Linked DNA regions of Mus musculus: region 2 is linked to region 1. Evidence: chromatin contacts called from public promoter capture Hi-C data. All regions are on one chromosome and are shown on one strand. Each heading gives the region's core, a stretch centred on a gene start, on an enhancer-like site or on the middle of the called end of the contact. The rest is flanking DNA. Distances are from core to core; before and after follow the strand shown. Region 1 holds the start of Serpina3j (serine (or cysteine) peptidase inhibitor, clade A (alpha-1 antiproteinase, antitrypsin), member 3J). Region 2 holds the start of Serpina3m (serine (or cysteine) peptidase inhibitor, clade A, member 3M).

Region 1 (5,870 bases), core at 1,346-3,845:
CCCTTTACTGGGGCATATACAGTTTGCGTGTCCAATGGGCCTCTCTTTCCAGTGATGGCCGACTAGGCCATCTTTTGATACATATGCAGCTAGAGTCAAGAGCTCCGGGGTACTGGTTAGTTCATAATGTTGTTCCACCTATAGGGTTGCAGATCCCTTTAGCTCCTTGGTTACTTTCTCTAGCTCCTCCATTGGGAGCCCTGTGATCCATCCAATAGCTGACTGTGAGCATCCACTTCTGTGTTTGCTAGGCCCCAGCATAGTCTCACAAGAGACAGCTACATCTGGGTCCTTTCGACAAAATCTTGCTAGTGTGTGCAATGGTGTCAGCGTTTGGAAGCTGATTATGGGGTGGATCCCTGGATATGGCAGTCTCTAGATGGTCCATCCTTTCGTCTCAGCTCCAAACTTTGTCTCTGTAACTCCTTCCATGGGTGTTTTGTTCTCAATTCTAAGGAGGGGCATAGTGTCCACACTTCAGTCTTCATTCTTCTTGAGTTTCATGTGTTTAGCAAATTGTATCTTATATCTTAGGTATCCTAGGTTTTGGGCTAATATCCACTTATCAGTGAGTACATATTGTGTGAGTTCCTTTGTGGATGTGTTACCTCACTCAGGATGATGCCCTCCAGGTCCATCCATTTGCCTAGGAATTTCATAAATTCATTCTTTTTAATAGCTGAGTAGTACTCCATTGTGTAGATGTACCACATTTTCTGTATCTATTCCTCTGTTGAGGGGCATCTGGGTTTTTTCCAGCTTTTGGCTATTATAAATAAGGCTGCTATGAACATAGTGGAGCATGTGTCCTTCTTACCAGTTGGGACATCTTCTGGATATATGCCCAGGAGAGGTATTGCTGGATCCTCCGGTAGTACTATGTCCAATTTTCTGAGGAACCGCCAGACTGATTTCCAGAGTGGTTGTACAAGCCTGCAATCCCACCAACAATGGAGGAGTGTTCCTCTTTCTCCACATCCTCGCCAGCATCTGCTGTCACCTGAATTTTTGATCTTAGCCATTCTGACTGGTGTGAGGTGGAATCTCAGGGTTGTTTTGATTTGCATTTCCCTGATGATTAAGGATGTTGAACATTTTTTCAGGTGCTTCTCTGCCATTCGGTATTCCTCAGGTGAGAATTCTTTGTTCAGTTCTGAGCCCCATTTTTAATGGGGTTATTTGATTTTCTGAAGTCCACCTTCTTATTGCTCACGGCTCGCGATTGTTCATGGCACGGCTCTCCACATCTCCCCTTCATCTTCCCCTTGGCTCCCTCACCCTATCCTCTGCTCCCTCTCCTATAGCCCCACCCCTCCCTCTTTCTTGCACTTTCTCACTTATCCTTCTCCCATAATCCATGTTATCCCCTCTCTCCCTTATCCTTCCTTGCCTTTTCATTCCTTTCTCATCTACTTTCCCATCTGAACTCCAGTACAGTGTACACAGAGGCTACGTCTTGGCAATCATGTTTACCATGATCACAAGATTCAACTGTGATCTCTACTGAAGGGGAGTATGGATGAGTTGACCCTCTGGACATTCTCCACATCCACTCCAACAGTGTAATAAGCCAGACACTTTGGCCAATTATGTCATTGGCCACACAACAGGCTGCACAGAGAGGTCTAGATATTTGCTTGCCAACACACAGCCACCCTGTCATTCATATTGAAGTCTGGTACAGGTATCTGTCTTAGTCAGGGTTTCTATTTCTGCACAAACATCATGACCAAGAAGCAAGTTGGGGAAAGAAAGAGTTTATTCAGGTTGCACTTCCACATTGTTGTTCATTACCAAAGGAAGTCAGGACAGGAACTCACACAGGGCAGGAACTTGGAGGCAGGAGATGATGAACAGACCATGGAGGGGTGGTTCTTACTGGCTTGGGATTGCTCAGCTTGCTTTCTTAGAGAGCACAGAACTACCAGCCCAGGGATGAAACCACCCACCATGGGCTCTCCCACCCTTGATCACTAATTAAGAAAACGCCTTACAGCTGGATCTCATGGAGCCATTTCCTCTAAGGAGGCTCCTTTCTCTGTGATAGCTCCAGCTTCTGTCAAAGTGACACACAAAACCAGCCAGTACAGAATCATAGGATCAAACTTTTTTTTTCTTCCAGCAAGGAGGCCTTCCAAGCCTGAGCAATGTAGTACTGTGGTAGGGTTGAAAGGACTTCTCCCTATTGGTCATTCTAATAGATACTCTCAGGGGTGACAGGGCTTTGGCAATGAGCCAGATATCTCCACAGCTTACTCTCAATCTCCCTACTCCCAGAAACATACACTAGATTCAGCCCAGTGATGTGAGATTTCTTAGACATACTTTCTGGAATTAGGAGTGAGCCATAGACTTCAAAATTCATACAAGTTTCCTTCTCAGAGTATGGACTAGAGATTGGTGATAGGAAAGGGTACAAGGAAAAAGGAAGAGGGCTCCCTGCCTCCTAATAGCCTTATGCCAATCCAGAATGGAGATGAGATTACAGAGCGTTTGTGCCCATCTCTGTGGGTTTTTTTTTCCTCCTAACCCTGTGAGACTGGAATGAACCACACTCAAAGGATATTTTTTCTTTCAGGCTGGAGAACATAGAAGATGGCCTTCATTGCAGCTCTGGGGCTCTTGATGGCTGGGATCTGCCCTGCTGTCCTCTGCTGTCCAGAGGACACATTAGGAAAGCACACTCCAGTCCAGAAAGACAGAGACCATGAAACACAACTGGACAGTCTTACATTGGCCTCCATCAACACTGACTTTGCCTTCAGCCTCTACAAGAAGCTGGCTTTGAAGAATCCACATAAAAATTTTGTCTTCTCCCCACTTAGCATCACAATTGCCTTGGCCTCCCTGTCCCTGGGAGCAAAGGGCAACACTCTGGAAGAGATTCTAGAAGGTCTCAAGTTCAATCTGACAGAGACCCCTGAGGCAGACATCCACCAGGGCTTTGGGCACCTCCTACAGAGGCTCAGTCAGCCAGGGGACCAGGTACAGATCAGCACAGGCAATTCAATGGTTGTTGAAAAGCACCTGCAGATCCTGGCAGAGTTCAAGGAGAAGGCAAGGGCTTTGTACCACACTGAGGTCTTCACAGCAGACTTCCAGCAGCCTCGTGAGGCCAGAAAGCTCCTCAATGACTATGTGAGCAATCAGACGCAGGGGATGATCAAGGAACTGGTCTCAGACCTGGAGGAGAGGACATCCATGGTGATGACGAATTTTGCCCTCTTTAACGGTGAGAGTGGTCACTGTTAGGTAAATGGAGGGAGAGGATGCTGCCCGAGAACCTGTGTCCTTACACTGACCACTAGAGAGGAGATGCTCAGGCCCCAGAGCCATGTGTGTCTAACTGCTAAATATCCACAGCCCTTACCTCTCTTCTGAGATTTTTTGAACAGTGATGTAATTCTGGTACTTGCCCAACAGAAACCCTGAGCTGTCTATCTAGGAAGGCTGATCTGAGCTGTGACTTAAAGTTACTGACTAGCAGAATGTCATATCTTCTACTGACAGTCCTAGCTGATTATGCAGAAGCCATGGCTACTCAGTACACAAATGGAATCCCTCAGTCTTCCTAGAGCAGGCATTTCTAATGTACTCCTATAGGAGGTGTCCAGCCCTGCTGGAGAGCCTTAGGCTGAATCAGGATCCAGGTGGGCTGGGACTTCTTGATCTAAAGGAGAGTGATGACACTAATCTCAAAGGGAAAGCATCATAATACAAAACTAGTGAAGAGCCTGGGGGCAGCTCCTATAAAGGGCTTCTCCTCTGAGCCTATTGTGTAATGAGCTGGTTATGGGCATGGAGAAGCAGAAACTGGGAAAAATCCACTAGAGAAGGGGAAGTATCAGCCAGTGGTCTGTGTTTATTGTTTGGCTGTTTCGTGGACTTTTACTTTTATAAAATTAATAAACAGGCTGCCTAAAGTCTCAAAATTCCCATGACATATTCCTGGCGCAGGGGATCTGCTGGGGCTTCAGTTTATGGTAGTTGGAGATTCACCTGGAGATGTTATGGGTATGGGGAATTAGGGAAAATCCAGGATCCAACACATCTGCTAGGATATGTACCAGGAGCAAGGTGACAGCCCAGACACCATTACCTGATGGAATCATTATGTAACCAAACCTTGAGTGGATCTTGAGTTAATTAAAGTTAGTCCAGGGTAGAGGGAGGGCAGACCTGGGATAAAGACAGAAAATCAAGGTGAAAATGGACAGAAATATAGGTCAGGAGGACAGAGGACAGGAGGGCAGGAGGACAGAGGATAGAAGGACAGGAAGACAGCAGACAGGAGGCCAGAGGACAGGAGGACAAGTGGACAGGAGGACAGAGGACAGGAGGACAGGAGGACAAGAGGACAGGAGGATAGGAAGACAGAGGGCAGGAGGACAGAGGACAAGAGGGCAGGAGGACAGAGGACAAGAGATCAGGAGGACAGAGGACAGGGGGACAGAAGGACAGAGGATAGAAGGGCAGGAGGACAGAGGATAGAAGGGCAGGAGGACAGAGGACAGAGGACAGGAGGGAAGGAGGACAGAGGACAGGACAGAGGGCAGGAAGGCCCCAGTGCTGCTGTGGGCAATGGATGGTGGAAACAGAGTGACAGCCTGAAGGTTTAGACTGCAAGACATGGTTCTCTCAACTCTCCCCAGGATACAGGCTCAAGTGCTGCTTGCTGTGAGGTAGGATGTATGTCTGCTAGATCCTAAGCCCAAAAAAATGTTTCTGCACCAAGGGCTCTTCACTAGTTTCTCAATTGTGTTGGTTGTGTGGACATAAAGTAAGAATCTGGAATTAAACAAGAGCTGATATTGTGATTTTTGTGTGGTAGCCATAGTCGATTGTGTGTGATGGAGACCCATGTCTTAGCCCACAATCTATGAGACTATGGACTGATTACAATATAGCAGACCAAACTCTCTGCTGTTCTCCCTGAAACTTGTCCCATAAGACATTGCCTTCTAGATATGGCTCCCCTGGGGAAGACAGGACCCACAACTCTCCCCTGTCTCCATTCTCTCCTCCTTCACTCTTCTCTCTCTTACACTCTGTACCCCAGATCACTGACTGTCAGGAGCTCAGGTGGCCAGGCTGTAGTTTTGAGGTCTTTCCAAACTAAACCTGGATCCTCATTGCTACCAGTTTGTCTACCTATCAAAGTTTTTCCAGTTCAGGATATGCCACCACAGGGACATTCTGAGTGACTGAAGATAGATGGATTGCTGTCACAACTCAGAAGCTGAGCAGAGATGGGGAGGAGGTAGATTGTTTCTATTGCTACAATCTGATGGTTTGCTCCTTCTTTAGGTAAATGGAACATGACATTTGACCCTTATGAAACGTTCATGGGGACATTCATAGAGGACAGGAGGACACCCGTGAAGGTGTCCATGATGAAAATGAAGGAACTGAGGGCACCCTACTTCCGGGATGAGAAAATGAAATGCACTGTGGTGGAGCTGAACTACAAAGGCAATGGCAAGGCCATGTTCATCCTCCCTGACCAGGGCAAGATGAAGCAGGTGGAAGCCAGCTTACAACCAGCAACTCTGAGGGGATGGAGGAAATCTTTGAGGCCCAGGTGCATGCCCACAGGTCTCAGACTGTCACTGATCCCTGTACTTCAGTTGTGCTGATGGCCAGTGTCCCTGTACCTAAGATTCTCACTTATATCCAGTGTAATGGTTAAAGTGTCAGCAGGGGATAGGTGGAGTTTTGTTGAATTCCCTTCCTCTGTCCCAGTTGTTTGAGGCCTGATTTTACTATGGTTTTTGTTGTTGACAAGAAGAGATCAGCTCAAAGAAGGAATGAAGTTTCCTGTGTCTCTAATAGGCTGTAAATGAAAAGGAGTCTTGAATGTGTCTTTGGAA
Region 2 (6,499 bases), core at 3,598-6,097, 73 kb after region 1:
TAATTAAACATTACAAAGGACCAAGCTGGAATGGGTCAGGGCTAGTCTGCAGAGTGTTTACTTGAGGCAATAACCAGTCTTACCCAAACACAATGGCCTAGCGAATAGGTGGGTTTACCGTGAGAAAAGGTAGAGAATCCCACTGAGACAGGTTTCTTCACTAGGCCCAAAGAAATCAGGCAGAACTATAGAGCATAAATAAATTTTATGCCTCAGTCCAGCTTTTTTTTTTAATATTAATAACAGGGAGGAAATTGTAACCTCCCCCAAGCCTGAAGCAGTCTAGCCAGACCTTGGCCTTTTCTACCACTAAGGAGATTACTTAAGATGGAGTCTTCCTAGATCACTCTATTTTTCAGCCACTGTCGCTGTTCCTCTTCAAGATACTGCTACCTGTGGGGAGGCTGCCGAGCTATTCCGGAGACCACACCATATCCTGCATGTTATAACCTGCAGCTGGTTCCAGGCTCCAGAATGAATTGGCGGGAATGGGCCTCTTCCCCCCACCTCCCTTATAAGTGCATTCACCATTAAACATTTGATCCTTGATCAAGAACCTTGTCTTGGCTCCATTTTTCTCTCATCTGCCTAGTTCCCCTCTCTTTTCATCCCTGGTTTGCCTCCCAGGTGAAACCCAGTTCATGTAAGCCATGGGTCAGTTTCCAACAAAACAGGATGATTCAGATTCCACATGGTTTTAAATAGCCACAGGTAGATATCATATCATATAGAGATAGAATAATTGAGGTAACTTGTCCAATCTATGTGGGTAGCTTGTACCATTATAAATTGGCCCTGAATTTATTGTGTGGGCATCTTGTATATTGAGACTTTATTGATATATAAATCTGACTGATTAATTATAAGCTTCTAGAGTTTTGATTTTACAGGGTTACTGGGAATAGTGACAGCTAACCTTGAGGTGGGTAGTCTTTGCATGGGGCTGGCATGGTGAGAACCCACTGAGGGAACTTAGGTAGTCAGGTGGAGATGTCTCAGGAGCTCTGGCCCAGAAAGTCTGCTAAGATGAGAACACCCCTAGGACCTATATGGCCCACCAGTGCCCGGCGTAGCTCAGGAACTAGCTGTTCTTTTTAAATATTTTCCAAATTTGGTAGGTTTTTGATGACTGCTTCTATTTTCTTAGGGGTTATGGTACTATTTAGATAGTTTTCCTTATCTTGATTTAACTTTGGTATGTGGTATATGTTTAGAAAATCTTTGATTTCATCTAGTTTTTTTCAGTTTTGTCAAGTATAGACTTTTGCAGTAAGATCTGATGAATCCTTGAATTTTCTCAGTTTCTATTGTTATGTCTCCCTTTTCTCATCTGATTTCTTTTTTTTTTTTAATTTGGATACTGTCTCTGTGTCCTTTAGTTAGTTTGGCTAAGGGTTTATCTAACTTATTAATTCCTCAAAGAACCAGATCTTTGTTTTGTTAATTCTTTGAATTGTTCTCCTTGTTTCTAATTTGTTGATTTCAGTCCAGAGTTTGGCTGTTTCCTGTCATCAACTTCTCTTGAGTGTGTTTACTTCTTTTTGATCTATAGCTATAAGGTATGCTATTAAGTTGTTAGTATAGGATCTTTCCAATATCTTTATGAAGGCACTTAGTGTGATGAATTTTCCTCTTAACATTGCTTTCATTGTGTCTCCTAAGTTTGGGTATGCTGTGCCTTCATTTTCATTGAATTCTAGAAAGTCTTTAATTTCTTTCCTTTTTCTTCCTTGACTAAGTTATTATTGAGTAGAGTTCCATGAGTATGTTGGGCTTTCTGGTGTGTTGTTGTTATAGAAGTTCACCCTTAGTCTGGATTGGAAAGGCTAAGTGAAGCCTTTACATTTGCTCTGCCAGGGATAATAGTGAGCCAAACGCAGTATCCCAGGCTTAGTGTTAGTGGAACTACTTGGGCTCTAGAGACAGCACATTCCTGATTTGAATGGGCTACTCTGCCCATTTACCAAGTGACTTGGAGAGCTGATAGTTTTCTATAGGACTGTGACAGGAGAAGGCTCTTCAACAGATCCTGGATGCTGAATGGAGTCACATTAGGGGAATTCTGAGTGCTCATGAGAAAAATCCAAGAAAATAAGACAGGAGTCTTGCGACCTAAGGTTTTTCCAAATACAGAAAGTTGTTCTTGGATTACACTTGCTTGCACCTCCCAAATGGAGTGGACAGGAGGGAGTTTCCTTCTGATTATTCATTACAGCTGACTAGTGACATTGTTTATATGCCTATATGAAAAACCTGGGGGGGGGTGTTTGTTTGTTTTTTATTTTGTTTTGTTTAAACTAGTTGTAGCTTGTCCTTGTGATTGTACACTTACTGAGGCAACTCTACTTAACCAACTCTGTACAAATTATCTGATACTCTGAATAAAGTTAGCCATTGCATGAGACTTTATTCTGCCTCAATTTTAGGCACCCTTCTCCCAGGATGCACCACCAACTAGAGTGACGACAGGCTCCTGTATTACCATATGTTCTGAGCTTCCCATCATGAGATAGCTGATGTTTGACCCACCAAGTTATAAATTAGCACATGCATAGTAGCAAGTCACTATTAAAAGGAAATTACATTTACATGATCTGACACAAACAGATCCTGAAGGCACTACAAAGTTACATGAAGAAATTTCCCAAATGTCTGTAGTTTCCACTTTATTGACAGTGCTGTCTGCTGCCAACCATGCCCCTAGAGCCTCATGATGTGTACTCTATGATCCGTTGACAGAGGCAGAGAGTATTAGGACCTGTTTTACTTATGGTTATGCAAGTTATGTAGGTAACAGTAAGCCATGAGCAGATGGGGCATTGCAGCCCTTCCAGGGACAACCCTGAAGACAGCAGCAAAGGGACATCTTGGTTGATAGAAATTCAGGAAGTACTCATGGTCATGCATTTTGCTTGAAAGGACACATGGCCAGATGTGCAATTTGTCACTAATTCATGGATATTGCCAATAGATTCTGCATTCCCAGCCGAATGCTTGCAAAGAACATACTTGGAAAATTGGTGAAAAAGACATCTGGAAAAGAACTATGAGGAGAGATCTCTCCAGGTGGGAGAAGGAGGGGAAGATATTCATGTCCCATGTAAATGCTCATCCAATGTGACTCCAGCTGAGGAGAAGTTCAATTATGAAGTAGATAGAATGAACCATTCTAGGAGCAGTCAGCCTCTTTCCCCAGCCATCTCTTTCATTGTCAATGGGACAATGAAGAAGGGTGGTCATGGTGACAATGATCAAGGATACTTAGGGGCTTGAAAACAAGGACTGCTTTTCAGTAAGCCTGACCAGACCCTTGGAGGAGCATCCCACATACCATAATGTTTAGCTGTGTGGTCATGGGGAAATAACTAAGTTTCCTGTGTCTCAGTTTCCTCTTCCATGAAAGGGGCTGATAACAGCCTATAAGTCAGAGGGCCATCACACGAGTCACAGAGTGTGAGTGACAATCTCTATGTCCCTTTTGTCACTAGAGGCAATTCCTGCCAACAGGAGCTATTTGAACACTGCCTGGACACTTTCTATGCAGGAATACACAAATTGACCCTTTGCTGCTTTCATTTTGTGTGATGAAGGTGGAGGTGTCCATCTGTCCTGTGAGGTTGGTCGGCTGGGAATGCAGAGAAAGGCTATGGCACTGCCCTGAGTAGGAGTACTAGAGGGAGAGGAGCTGCTCTAACCAACAGGCTCCATGTAGCTGCAGGAGTTTGGGCTCCAACACTGTATCAGATGGAGGCAGATCCAGAAAAGGGCAGTAGGTGGCAAAGGCTAAGGCCTGGAGGAGGGAAAGAGTTAGGCAAGAACTGGGCACTGGGTAGTCACAGACATTGGAAATAGACCTAGGACAGAACTGGAGCCAGCAGACCCTGAACTGTAGACTTTGAAACTGTGAGTCAAACCAAACCTTTGCTTTGCTCAATGGGTTCTCCTAGATCACTCAGTTCTATTCCATTGATCAACATGCCTGTGTTCATGCCAATACCATGGGGGTTTATTACTATTGCTCTGTAGTACAGCTTGAAATCAGGGATGGTCATACCTCTAGAATTTCTTTTATTGTACAAGTTTTTTATACCTATCCTGGGTGTTTTGTTTTTCCATATGAAGTTGGGAATTGCTCTTTCAAGGCCTGTAAAGAATTGTGTTGGAATTTTAATGGGAATTTCACTGAATCTGTAGAATGCTTTTGTTATAATATCCATTTTTACTAGGCTAATCCTACCAATCCATGAGCATGGATATCTTGCCATATTCTAATATCTTCCTCAATTTCTTTCCTCAGAGAGTTGTAATTCTTGTCCTTGCTTGGTTAGAATTAAACCAAGAACCTAATAAAAAAAATAAATAAAATAAAAAAAAAGAATTAAACCAAGATATTTAGTATTATCTGTGGTTATTGGGAAGGATGTTGTTTCTCTAAGTTCTTTCTTAGCCCGTTTAATATTTGTATAAAGGAGGGCTACTGATTTTTTTTTAGTTAGTTAGTTAGATAGTATTTTTAAATGACTTAGATTATCAAGCTGCAGCCCTCCCTGGCAAAAAGTAGGGTAGAGTCTGGTTTTGCTTGTGATTTCTCCCCTTTTCTACATCATTGAAGCATTTGATAAACAAAAGACATACCCAGGAGATCCAATGGGCTTGTGTAGAAAAGAGATGGGAATTGCCCCATCAGGAGGCAGTTCTGATAGAGACTACAAATCCATGTTACCAGAAATCTTCCTGTCTGACGAGTTGTAAACTGACCACAGAGCACAGCTTGTCCATGCCAGCATTTCCTAAGAGGAGGGAGGAGCCCTTGGGAGGAATAAATAGGCATCACTGTTCACTGGGGAGATGCCAGGCAAGCCAACAACCCTGAACATCAGGAGTCAGCTATCACAGAGGCTCTGCAGGTAATGCCCGGGATTCCTTGACTCCATGAATAGAAAAGGCACTGCCCCAGGACTGTGTGGTACTAGCTATGGCCTACAACATGTGTTTGTGTGGCTGAGGCAAGAGCTTTGACTGAGATAGTGGCTTACAATCAGGGAATATTTCTGGGGTTCACAAAATCTTCTCTCTGGACTGTTTCTCTTGCCAATGGAAGATGCAGATGCTGTGGTCTCTACTCATGGACAGTAAATGGAGTCTGCTTCTCTGACTCCACAGGGATGAAGTTTTGAGAACTTGCATAGCATGCTGCTGTCATAGGTAGGGTAAGACGAGACTGTTGCACAGTCACTCTGGATGAGGTGACAGCTCTTTCTTGCTCACATCACAAAGAAGATGCCTGGTGGAGGGGGTTGGGACCCCACTTCCTTCTTATATACCAGATCCTCTGGCCAAGCAGAGGGGCTTCAGCCACAACTAGGGAAGCAAGGAAGGCACAGTTGCTGAGCCACGTCTCTTGCTGTACGAATTAAGCAACCTCTTTTCTCTCTAAATAATTTTGGCACAAAATATTGCTTAGTGCTTTCTCCAGCTCCCTGTGTACTATTCTAGTTCTTTCCCAGCCTTCTTCACTTCCCTTCCTCCTACTTTCTCTCCCTCTCCCTCCTCCTATTCCCCTACCCCTCCCTCTTCCTATTTCCTTACCCCTCTTTTTCCCATTTCTCTCTCCTTCCTTTCTCCACACTTCTACTCTCCCAGTTCTCCTCTCTCCCCATCCTCCCTCCTCCTTCTTCCCTCCCCCTTCTCTCCTCTCTTCTCTCTTCTCCCTCCTCCTTCCTTTCTCCTCTACCCGTCCTCCTCTCTCCTTTTCCCTCCCTCCTCTCTCATCTCTCCTCTTCCCCCTCTCCTCTCTCCACTCCTTCCTCTGTCTCCTGTTCCTTTACCATTCACCTTCAACTTTACACCTGAACAAATGATCAGAGGCTAAAGGTAGATAGCCATGATTGCAAGCTTTCAACTATAGTGCATTAGGATGCCTGTGCCCCCCTAACTGGGTATATATAGAGGATATGGACCCCTAGGCATTCCAGAAAATCATTTCCAATTCCCACAACAAGCTAGCCACTTACCAATACTGTAACTTGGACCTCTCACCAAGCTGTACAGAGAGGTCCACGCATTTGCTTGCTATCACACAGCCAACAAGAAATCTGGTCCAGAGATCAGAGACTAGTACAGCTCTTTCTTATTCACACCAGGAGGCCTTCCAAGCCTGGGGTACAAAGCACCATGCTGTTCCTTGACAGAGCTGAGAGAACTTTCCCCTGTGTGTCCTTCCACTGCTGGTTCCCATGGGTCCAGGATTTCTGCACTGCATGAGACATCTCTCCCACTGCCTTTCAACTAATCCAACACCTTGCTTTCATGAGCCAAATGAACTCAGACATCACAGACTTGTCATCAAAGGGCTAAGATAGGACCTATGATAAAAAATGCTCCAAGATTCCAGAGTTCAGCCTGAGAAGGGGGCAGCTGGAGGTGACACAAGTGCAAAGTGCAGACAGGGCTCACACCCATCCCCCACTCCTATTTTGGCTTGGCTTGTGACACTAAC

Evidence for each region. Capture Hi-C pulls out chosen DNA fragments and counts their contacts.
Region 2: a contact with region 1 is called in a promoter capture Hi-C map of liver. The contact joins the promoter of Serpina3m here to the promoter of Serpina3j in region 1. A contact is called at or near these places in 1 of 115 datasets of contacts at active chromatin or transcription factors (embryonic stem cells) and 3 of 9 other capture datasets (adipose tissue, liver and pancreatic islet).

What each region holds. Positions count from the first base shown.
Region 1 is chr12:104,311,975-104,317,844 of GRCm38.p6, forward strand. It overlaps Serpina3j (serine (or cysteine) peptidase inhibitor, clade A (alpha-1 antiproteinase, antitrypsin), member 3J), which reads left to right and starts at 2,596. Exons shown (of 4, transcript NM_001101472.2): 1 at 2,596-3,232; 2 at 5,308-5,581. The coding sequence starts at 2,596.
Region 2 is chr12:104,382,317-104,388,815 of GRCm38.p6, forward strand. It overlaps Serpina3m (serine (or cysteine) peptidase inhibitor, clade A, member 3M), which reads left to right and starts at 4,848. Exons shown (of 5, transcript NM_009253.2): 1 at 4,848-4,907.